Regions from separate parts of the Mus musculus genome. Here all the other regions are linked to region 2. Evidence: chromatin contacts called from public HiChIP or PLAC-seq data. All regions are on one chromosome and are shown on one strand. Each heading gives the region's core, a stretch centred on a gene start, on an enhancer-like site or on the middle of the called end of the contact. The rest is flanking DNA. Distances are from core to core; before and after follow the strand shown. Region 1 has its middle 24 kb from the start of Capza2. Region 2 overlaps Gm4876 (predicted gene 4876). Region 3 overlaps Met (met proto-oncogene).

Region 1 (3,398 bases), core at 258-2,757, 470 kb before region 2:
TTTATAAATCACACAACATTTGGTGTGTTTCCATGTACATCTGCATAGTAACTTAGAAACTCCCTTAACTTCTGAACAGAATGGTGACTCATGTCATTATCAATGATTTTTGATCCCAGAACTACACCTTGATTTCCTGAAGAAAAAAAAAAAAAAAAAAAGGACCAGCAGGGAATTGTATTGTCAAGGACAGCAATGACCCAAGAAGAAACAATAGCTCATAGGTTTCTAAGGCAACAGGAGTCACTTGAGGTCAAGATGGCTAAGATGCTTGCCTTGGTTAATTCTCTGTTTCATTGTAGTATAGAGGTAGGTGCCATGCTTATGCTTTCTGCTCTAAGGTGCAGTGTTTCAGCATTTTGTCCAGAATCTCTGACTACTCATTGTGGAGTTAGGTCATGGACCTACTGAGTCTTGTATGATCTAGCTTGGAACCATTTTTTATGGTATAGCTCGAAAGCTCCTATCCCAATATTCACATTATCTACTTCAGAGAAGGGGTTCCTTCTTTCCTTTATGTTATGCTTAGGTCTTGATGTCTCTTCAAGCAACTCAGAGATCTTCAACTTCATTGTTTAGTGACACTACTCACCTCACTATCAGAATCCACCCATTCACAAGAACATCATGCCATGATCCTAATTGAACTCCATTTTGTGCTATTGGAGTCGCTTATGAAGTGGAACCATCTTGAAGTTCAGAAAAAAGCTCCTGGGGACTGCTAAGGATGCAGAGTCAAAGCCTGGCAAAGGCTGCCTCTCATCTTCAGAACTCTTGATGCCTATCTCCTAAATATCCTCTCGTTGTGTGGATATCCGGTGTGCATCTCAGCACTGAGCCCTCTCAACTTGGCCAATAAATGGAGCTATGCTTTTCTGCTACTACTGACCTTGATGTCTGTGAGAGGAACTCAGGTGCTCAGACAAAAATAGTCTGACTCCTTTAGATATAACATGGATCGAATGTACAAGAATTGAGCAAGAAATTTAATTCACCCGTGCAATCGTGTTATTTTTAGTAAAATAGAAAATCATTATAGTACCTGTGTCATTTGGCTACAATAAAACATACATGAGATAATGTGTAAAAGGCACTTTGAAAATTGTCTGATTCATAGTGAAGCACTGATAAACAGTAACTTTTATTATTGTGAGATGGTTGGCAGAAGGAGAAAATGCAAAGTGACACCCTCCCCCATTATGCTTTAGGGACATTGTAAGATTAGAATTCTTGAGATACCATTCACTGCCTTAACAGGTCCCTTTCTCTGTATATAATCAAAAAAATAAAGAAATAAAAATCAAACCAAAACACCCCCCCCAAGAGCCCCACTCCCCAGATCTTCCAGATTAAACATGAAAGACTAAATATGGCACCTACAGTTGGGTGGGTACAAAGCAGCGACCCAACTAACAACAGTAATTTCCTGGGAGCTGTCATGGCAACTCACCCTTGATGCACTGGTGCTGAGTCCACTGTATCTGTGAATGCTAGTCTGAGTCATACTGCCAAATAAGGTCTGGTTTACTGCTTTCACCTTCGCCAGCAGAAAACATGCATGGCACTCTGGACAGACACACCTCATCCTGGGCTTTGTTTCGTCTTCACTTGTGAGCCTGGCTTTCTTCCCGTTTGTCTGAGAGTCTACTCTGCTCCTAAATAATGTGTTTTGTAGCTTGGACTCTCTGACTTATACCTTTTCTCAAAATCTAAACCACTGTTTATGAAAAATAGCAGATGTAAACTCGTCCTCTAATAGACTTGCCCCATCCCTCTAATAATGAAGAACTTTTTAGAGTGGGGACGTTGCTCAGTCAGTAATGCATTCACTACACAAGCAAGATGACCTTAATTAGATCCCTAGAAACCATATAAAAAAATCTACACGTGGTGTCACTCACTTGTAATCCCAGCTCTGGAAAGGGAAAGAGAAGTGAATCCCTGTCAATCATGGGTCAGCCACCCTGCCTTATTCAGGGAATTCCAGGCCACTTTTACAAACAAAAATGGTTGGTCCTTTGATCTTAATACTCAAGAGACAGAGGCAGGTGGAGTCTCTGTGAGTCTAAGACTAGATAGGACTATGAAGGCAGTTGCAAGCCAGTCATGGTCACACAGTAAGATACTGTCTCAAACAAAACAAACAAGACAAGACAAAACAAAGCACTAAAGCACTTGAGGAACTATATCTGAGGATGGTCTCCAGTGTCTGAAGCCATGTACATACAGACACACTACACCCACCTCTACACACATGGCAGTACTGACTAAAAGACCTCCTCATCCCAAGATCCTAGGTGCACTGTGGACAAAAGCTCTCAACCTAGTTCCTGATGTGGATGGCTTCAGCAGAAGAAAGCTCCTGTGGCCACTGTCAAGTCAGGTGCCTTGTGTCTAATGACTGATCAATGTAGGCATAAAAAAAGATTCATCCCAACGCACAGCCAGGAAAGCTCAACAGGGACAACCCCACCTCAGAACGCCCTGTCTTGCTGGCTGATTGCTTCACTTGATGGTACTGAAGCTCCTCTCCTCAACACTGCTTCCTCAAATTTCTTCTCAGAGTGGCTGTTTCTAAACCCTCTTAAGTAAATCTCTCATCCAGTGACCGCCATCGCACAGTTGGCCTCGGGGTGATCCCAAACTCTGACATATATAGAGTCTGCTTTTAAAAGAATAATAAACTTGTCTTTCCCATCTGGTTAATGACAGAGTATATTTTCCTGAATATTTCCTAAGATCTATTTTTGCTAGCAGAAACCAATGGGCTTCGCTACGGCTCTTACCGAGCTTTGTGACTGTACATTGTATGTTTTCACTTCCCGTTTGGTTTCCCCTCTCTCCCACACACTTCTTTCTGGTCCCCCAGCCTCACCCCAAATAGCTCCTCTTCCCGATTTCGTGACATTTATTTGATTATCTCTTCTTGGTCCCCTCTCTCCCTCATCTTTAATCTTACTCCTCCTCTCTTTCTTTCCTTCATGTCCTACACACACACAAACACAGATCTAGATTCAATACATGCCATTTGTCTTTCTGAATGTGACTTACTTTGTTTGGTTTTTTGAAATGTAATGATTTCGAGTTCCATACAATTTTTTTTTTTTTTTTTGCAGATGTCATACTTCCATTCTTTTCTTTTCTCTTTCTTTCTTTGCTTTTTCTTTTCTTTTATTATTTTGGGGGAGGCTTTCAAGACAGGGTTTCTCTGTGTAGTCCTGACTGTCCTGTTTTACTTGTAGACCAGGCTAGCCCTGAACTCAGGCATTCACCACCACTACCACCACCACCACCACCTGGCTTGTATCACATTTTCTTCAACAATTCATCTATGAATGGACAATATATCAGTTGGTTTCAGATCTTGGTTATTATGATTAGTAATTCAATAGGTGTGG
Region 2 (3,646 bases), core at 627-3,126:
TCTCTCATAAAAAGAAACAGGATAATGTACTGTGAAAATATGGACAATATTGGACACAACACTATCAAACCACCAGTGAGTACTCTTACCGTAGAGTGATATTGCATGGCATGTATTGGTGACCACTGATTTAGATTAAGTTCCTACACTAGACCGAGATGATCAGACTACACTGTAATAGAGTTATTCCTGATAGATAAACAAAGCAAAGTTGGAAGAAAACTAATCTTTAAAACAAATAAGCAACCTCAGGGCTTTCTAGCATCCAAGAAGAAGATCCCAGTCAACCACAGTATAGGACACTCCCCTCTTTTCCGACTTTAAAAGGAAAGCAATCATTCCTGGTTGTTTACTTCAGCCTTTTCTGCCAAAATAAACCCCGCTTCCATGCTCTGCTGAGCTCACTGGAGCCCCTCTTCATCCTCAGGGAGGATGATGCTAATTTATGAGTTACCCATAAAAGCAAAAGAGATTACCCAACTAAATTTGAGAAATGAAAGATCAAGAGTTTTAAATAGTTAAATTCAGGAGTACCACTTGAGTGGGTACATTAAAATTCCTCATGGAAAATAAAACACAAATGACTAACATGCAGGGAATTGGAGTTTATGTCATAAAAAAGACAAACAAAAATCTTTCTATCTCCCAACAAGAGAAGATTTTCTTTGCCTAGGCTCCTGTGCCTTTAAAAAGAACATGTCAATTCCAGCTCTAACCATCCTGCCTTCCTCTTCCTCAAGAGTTGTACCTATCCAGGCAGCTCTGTCTCTGTAGGGACTACCTGGGGGAACACTTTGGCTCTGTAGCTCTGCCTTGAACCCATTGCCCTGACCATCTCCTGGGGCGAGGGGAGTGGTGGTGGTGGGGAGGTATGTGTGGGAGGTAAATGTGGCTGCTATTCGAAGGTCACATTCTTCCTTTTATAAGACGACTGGTTGAACTCAACTTCTCTATTTCTGAGTTCAGATAGGAGAGGATATTATTTATGGATTCTGCTAAGATTCCAATCAATGGCTGACTTAAACATAAAACTGGAGGGCTGAAAGAAATACAACAAAACATCCATTAAATAAATTCATTATACAAAAGCTGTCCTCTGGAGAAGATAAACCAACTCATATATATATATATAGATAGATAGATATAGATATAGATATATGCATAGATATATGTATAGATATGCATACACACACACACACACACACACACACACACACATATATATATATATATATATATATATATATATGCTTTGATGTATGATCCAGACATACCACAGAGGGAGCACTGTGTCTACTGTGTGAGTATTGCCCAACTAGCACAGAACTAGTACTTCCAGGAATCCCAAAAGAAGAGAAGAATTTTGAATTATGTTTCTCCCACTCCTGCACATATTGGATGGTATAAAGCAGAGCTAGACTAGCTAGTTGTAGGAAAGTGTCAAGCTGCTCAAGGGTAGAGGCCTGTGCTGGACTGAAATGAACTGCAGAAAGATCATTTGACTGTTCCAACAGCAAACAAGGTGTAAGCTAAAATGAGCTGAGATTAGTGTGGTCCTTGCAGAAACTTGTAACTGACCTTTGCTTAACGATAATGGCATCTCCTCATCACTAGCCTTGTAGACTTTCTGTTCTGGTCATAAAACATGCTGTCCTAAATCCAAGTTCTCTCTCTCTCTCTCTCTCTCTCTCTCTCTCTCTCTCTCTCTCTCTCAGCAAGCCTGCACTCATCCCATGAATGTATAATCCCTCTGCAAAAACACCCAATTCTTCCATGACCTGACCTCTGAAATTTCTCCCCTATGGTGACAAGAGCCTAAGTAGAAATCTCAGTCTGTCCTCTCCATAAGACATTCTAAGTCATCACCACTAGCAACAAAGCTAAACAGTGAAATAAGATTCCAGGCTGTGAGTCATTGATTCTGATGTTTAAATAAGGACCAATCACTCCTCACCATGGCGAATGCAATGAGTTACACCTGAAAAGTTCCTGCCCGGTGACCCTCAGAGGAAAGGTCACTGTGGGAATAAGAGTGTCTCCTTTCAGAGAACAGTAAGGAAGCAAGAGAGTAAATATAAGATCTAGAGGATTCTGACACCCACATATTCATGTGCACCTGCACACCCATGAACACACACACATGATGTGACAAGTTCAAATTCTCTCATAGGTTTTATGGTAAGCATGAATTCTTCTCCTTCAACCCATAGAACTCACTAGTTCCAACTTGGACCCTCTTGAAGGCCCTCTACAATTCCCTAATTTCACATTCCTCAATAGTCTTACAGCTCCTCTCAAATTTGGAGTTGGTCAGTATTTAACTTTTTCATCTCTATAGACAGACTTAACTGTGTTTGAAAACTGTCTCTACAATATAGTACTTTGTCTAATTTCTCCTAACCTTAGTTTTTTCCCATGGGTAATACTTCATAAACAATAGTATACAATCCATAGGCTTGTTGGGAACAGGAACTAGGTAAAATAACATGCACAGTACCTTTGGCATGTAAAAGGCACACAGTAGAGGGTGGTTATAATTAGTGAGCCAATCCATCTCATGCTCTAGCAGAGTGCCACCTCCTGTACTTCAAATGCATTTCTGGGTCTCTTTTAGTGTGGGCTGTGAAGGGAAGGTTCAGTGTCCAATACCTTGTACACATCATGAAGCGCCATAGTATTTGCTGAATCATCTCAAAGAGTAAGCGTATTCAATTGCTTTATCATAGTGCACACCTGTAGCTTCATTCTTGGACCTGACTTAGAATGAATGTTTTTCTTTAATCGCAAGTTTGTTGCAAGCCTGCTTTCTTATTCTAGTGCAATTGGCCCATGGCATGTGAAGGTATAGAGAGCTCTATTTCTATCTTTATTCTATAGGGGGCTTGGATTGCATGTATCAATTTAAGAGTTCTATAAAATCATTATCAGAAATTGTAAAGTCATCAGTTTGTCTATAAACATTACTCCATGAGAGTACATCTTCATGTTGATATGCAGGAAATTTGCCCAATAGGGTACCCAATAGGGTAGGCTGGTGATCAGGAATCATTATGTCATGTAATAGTGACAGGAAAGGCATATCAGCAGCAAGGAGCACTCTGGGATGAGGTCTCTGGTGACTGTGCATCTCAGAGCTTACCCATTTCAGGCAGTGCAAAATAGTGGGCCATCTCCTGAAAACTCATTTGCATGTCTTGGCCTTTTCTAGATGTCTTCTGATAACAATTATTTCATTTTGCTCCCCCAAGTCACAGTGGAAACACATTTGTGATGGTACTGTCATGGAGATGTGACAGGCGTTCTGAGTAGACACTCTGCAGGACCCGGGAGCTTCTCACTTGGGAATCTTTGACCCACACAGATCCTGGAAAGCTCAGTATGCATTTCTATATCCCAGTGCACATGTACAGTAGTGTGAACTGATTCTGCTGTTTACTGTTTAGTACTCGGATGAAAATCACACATGGTATCAGAAGTAGCAAGCAATTAGACTCTTAAGGAAATGGTGATCTTCTATTATGTACTCAGCTTCTTCCTGGGAGTCTTGAGTATAAAACTATTACTAGATAATGCCATTTGCCAGTCCAAGTGAAGAGCATCAGAATGATGAGTTAGGGCTTCAGCAGTGACCGGCAGGCTAAACAAC
Region 3 (3,687 bases), core at 963-3,462, 410 kb before region 2:
CCTGCTCCTTGCAGGCAGGGAAAGTAAGAAAGGCAAAGGGAGGCCATCCTAAGAGAAGAATGAGAGAGTGCACATCCCAAACCTAGCCAGTAGCAACTGCAGAACTCTTTCTATAGCTGTGAGAATAATTTTCCCCCGTGGGGACTCAGAATTCTCTATGACATTTCAGCAGGATTACATACGAATGATCTGAACTGGCTTCTTTGTGTATTGGAGGCTCAGGAGGAGTTTCCTTCAGGAGACCTTTGTTTTGTATCTTACAAAAGATTTTCCTCAGCCCCCAAGAACCTACAGCTCTGAACTCCAGATGCAAAGGAAGGTGAGGGTAAAGGAGCAAGGTTAGAAAACCCTCATTTGACTCCTTGCTATGGAAGGGCCAGCCAGAGAACAAGTCTTCCTTTTTCCTTTACCCATCTACCATTTGTGAAGACCTCTTCAGAATTCTAGAATCTTCTTGGGAGGCTGCATTCGTTTGTTTTGAGCTACAGATTATTATGACTATAAAGGCCCTTCCAAAACTTTCCTGGAGGTATTTTTGAGATTTATTGTCTGGCTGAGTAAGTATTATTAACCAAAAGAGCTACTGTGGAAAATACTAAACATGCTTAAGTGGAGTTAGAAATAGTCATGACGTCATCAGCTTTCTTAAGTACTGAGTTTCTTGTTTGATTGCAAGTAAACAATATTATCTGTTGTTGCCACTGGGGACCACTTATCTAATCCACCTTTCATCTCGTACACCACACACACACACACACACACACACACACACACACACACACATACACACACACACTCTTTAAAGATCAAGAAAGTGTTATGGTGTGTGTGCTTGTATGTGTTTATATTGTGCTTATGCCAGAGGTCAATGCTTGGCGTCTTCCTCAGTCATTCTCCACTTTATTTCTCCAACTGAATCTGGAGCTGCTCTGCCAACAGACTCTGATGATGTGTGCCCTCCATGCCCAGGACATGTGACTTTTATGTACGTTCTGGTGACACAAACTCAGATCTTCTTTCTTGGGCTATAAGCATTTTATAGACAATTATCTCCCATGCCCAGGAAAGCTTGGTAAAGAGCAGTTAGTTGCAAACCTCAATAATTCCAGGTTAGAGCTATTAAAGATGGTTATGAACTACTACTTATACCTCAAGTTTAAAAGCATGCATTGAGCTTGGTTCGTCCACATTCTTAAAGGACTGGGTTTCCTTCTAACAGTGAATGGAGTCCTGTGGGGCATTCGGTAATCTCTGGAGAACTAACCCAAATCTCAGGAAGGGCAGGCAACAAGCGGTGAGAAACTTGGAATGTTCAGTGTCTCACTGCTGGTGTACTGGCTTGGATGAGCAGCTTCTAACTTCTCAGTATCCACACTGTCTGTGACTCACTTTATTTATCCAATGGTAGATATTTCAACAGGGAAGTGCTTGTACTTGACTCATGTCCTGTAACTTCTAAAGATAATGGCCCTGGTACAATACAGACATTTTGCTTTGTGTAAGACATGTTTAAGTAAAACAATGTGAAATGCCCTGGCCAACCTGACCATTTGTCGGTCTGGTGTTTTGCAAAGCAGATGCTGTTGATGAATAGCAGTGCTGGAGGTTTTTCTTGGATGCATCTCAAAATATATTCAAGTTGTAGATGGTGCTAGGCAAAAGATATGCTCATTGAGAATGTTTTAAAGATGACTAATGGCATAATTCAAAAGTTTCCCCCAAAAGATAGCACTTTAAAATTACATTGAAATAAAAATACTTTATAAGTCTAAATGAAGGGTTAAGGAGAACATCTCAGGTCTTAGAATGGCTGAGGTAAGTTACCTTGCTCAAATAATTCTAAAGTGAACCTGTCTGTACGTGAGCAGAGAGCTTGCAGATGCTAAAATTCCAATATGATACCTGCATGAGTTTGATTTTAAAGTGAAGGCCATGCAATTCTGCATCAAGTTTAGCAGAGGTCAACACCTTTTTTTTTCCTACTTGTATAAAAATATCAGGACAAAAAGCAAAAAGCAAGAACAATGCCACAGCTCACAGAGGTCTATGTATAGATATTTCTCAGGATAGTAAACTGAATTATACCTTCTGGAAAAGTAGCTCTGTAGTCTACAGACTCATTTGAAACCATCTCTGTAGTTGGACTTACACTTCGGGCACTTACAAGCCTATCCAAATGAGGAGTGTGTACTCTTGCGTCATAGCGAACTAATTCACTGCCCAGATCTTAAAACAGAGAGAAAGAGAGAGCTTGTTAAAGACTTTGCTGTCACAGGTCCCAGGAGACTTTGACCCAGTGCCCAGAACTCACAGCCTTTTATGAATGCTTATTAGACAACCCATATATCTCCATGACAGTGTTGAATGTAATCACTAAATCACTATGGTAGCTTCTTAGACAATAAACAAAATATGCACCTTTATGCTTTCTCTTTCTCATCCACAGGAAGAGCCCGGATAATAACAAAACTACTACTGATATTGAGACCGCACCAATGATCAATCCTGCAAAATTCTGATCCGGTTGAACGATCACTTTTCCAAGAACAGTTGAAGAGACTGCTTGCTTCCACTGGAAATATATAAGAAGGAAAGTCAGATTTTGTCCGAGGTTGATATAAAATATACTATCTATGGGGGACCAAGTTTCTCTGGATTCCAATTAGCACCCTGGTGGCCATTATTCTAGAAGGTGCATTACAGCCTTCAGAGTAAGTGAGAATTTCCTTGATTCTGCCTCAATGTCCAGATAATTAGGAAATATTGATTACCTAAAGCATGATTTAGATAAACAAAAATATTCTTTGATCTTGAGGAACTAAAGAATAATGAAGGGAAATGGATCGATCAAGTATTATGATACCATTGAAGTATGAATAAATGAAACTGATGCCCCATTTGGGAGGGTGGAATGCATAGCAGAAAAAATTTCTCAGAAGAGGGGAGACCATATAGGATAATAAAGTCTCATAGTCTATTTCTACTTTGATATATAGAAGAAATCTGTGGTTCCTCCCAGCTCAAGTGCTTTCTGATTTTTAACTTTGATGGTCATTCTGAAATTTCTACATTCGGTCTCAGATTTTGTAATTCTTTTGTATATTTCCATTTCTTAACGTTTCCAGAATATTTCAGGAATCCTTCAAAGCTACCATTTCTAGAGTAAGCAATATATGATATGCATGAAATAAGATATCATTCAGCCATAAACTAGAATGAACCACAAAAATATTTGCCAAGTCAAATGAGCAAGATGCCAAAAGACAAATATTGTATGATTTGACTTAGATGAAATACCCAGGTCAGCAAATTCATAAAGAAAAGAAGTAGATTAGAGGTTACAGGGCTGTGTTACCGCAACTTAAAGAAATTTACAATTTAAATGTTCCAAGCCCCTTGAACTGTACATTCCGAGTGGCAAATTATATGATTTATGCGCTATATCAAAAATAAACTGTTAAAAATAATAAAAGAAATTCTTCTTCTGGGTCATCTGACTTAGTTGTGGATGCGAAAGAAGGTAATACAGAACAATTGGGGGCGGGGTGGAGAGGTGGCTCAGTGGTTAAGAGCAGTGACTACCCTTCCAGAGGTCCTGAGTTCAATTCCCGGCAACCACGTGGTGGTGGCTCACAACCATCTGGAATGGAATCTGATGCCCCTCTCTGGTGTGTCTGAAGACAGCTA

Evidence for each region. HiChIP or PLAC-seq counts read pairs in DNA pulled down with a chosen protein or histone mark.
Region 1: a FOXA1 HiChIP or PLAC-seq map of pancreatic cancer cells shows a contact between it and region 2. The contact joins two enhancer-like sites. A contact is called at or near these places in 1 of 15 datasets of contacts at CTCF or cohesin (the NIH/3T3 cell line), 1 of 484 Hi-C or Micro-C datasets (bone marrow-derived macrophages) and 3 of 115 datasets of contacts at active chromatin or transcription factors (bone marrow-derived dendritic cells, bone marrow-derived macrophages and pancreatic cancer cells).
Region 3: an HNF4G HiChIP or PLAC-seq map of pancreatic cancer cells shows a contact between it and region 2. The contact joins two enhancer-like sites. A contact is called at or near these places in 1 of 484 Hi-C or Micro-C datasets (bone marrow-derived macrophages) and 1 of 115 datasets of contacts at active chromatin or transcription factors (pancreatic cancer cells).

Annotation. Positions count from the first base shown.
Region 1 is chr6:17,610,965-17,614,362 of GRCm38.p6, reverse strand. No RefSeq gene overlaps it. Among named protein-coding and RNA genes, the nearest start is that of Capza2, 24 kb to the left of the region's middle. Within about 2 kb of position 1,507, at least 75 of the 459 cell types and tissues checked have an H3K27ac peak or open chromatin away from gene starts, as enhancers often do. A contact at or near this core is called in pancreatic cancer cells, where this site is marked.
Region 2 is chr6:17,138,456-17,142,101 of GRCm38.p6, reverse strand. All of the region lies in intron 1 of Gm4876 (predicted gene 4876), which reads left to right. Among named protein-coding and RNA genes, the nearest start is that of Gm4876, 32 kb to the left of the region's middle. Within about 2 kb of position 1,876, at least 13 of the 459 cell types and tissues checked have an H3K27ac peak or open chromatin away from gene starts, as enhancers often do. A contact at or near this core is called in pancreatic cancer cells, where this site is marked.
Region 3 is chr6:17,547,571-17,551,257 of GRCm38.p6, reverse strand. It overlaps Met (met proto-oncogene), which reads right to left. Exons shown (of 22, transcript NM_008591.2): 14 at 2,419-2,572; 15 at 2,086-2,226. Among named protein-coding and RNA genes, the nearest start is that of Gm52893, 7.6 kb to the right of the region's middle. Within about 2 kb of position 2,212, at least 40 of the 459 cell types and tissues checked have an H3K27ac peak or open chromatin away from gene starts, as enhancers often do. A contact at or near this core is called in pancreatic cancer cells, where this site is marked.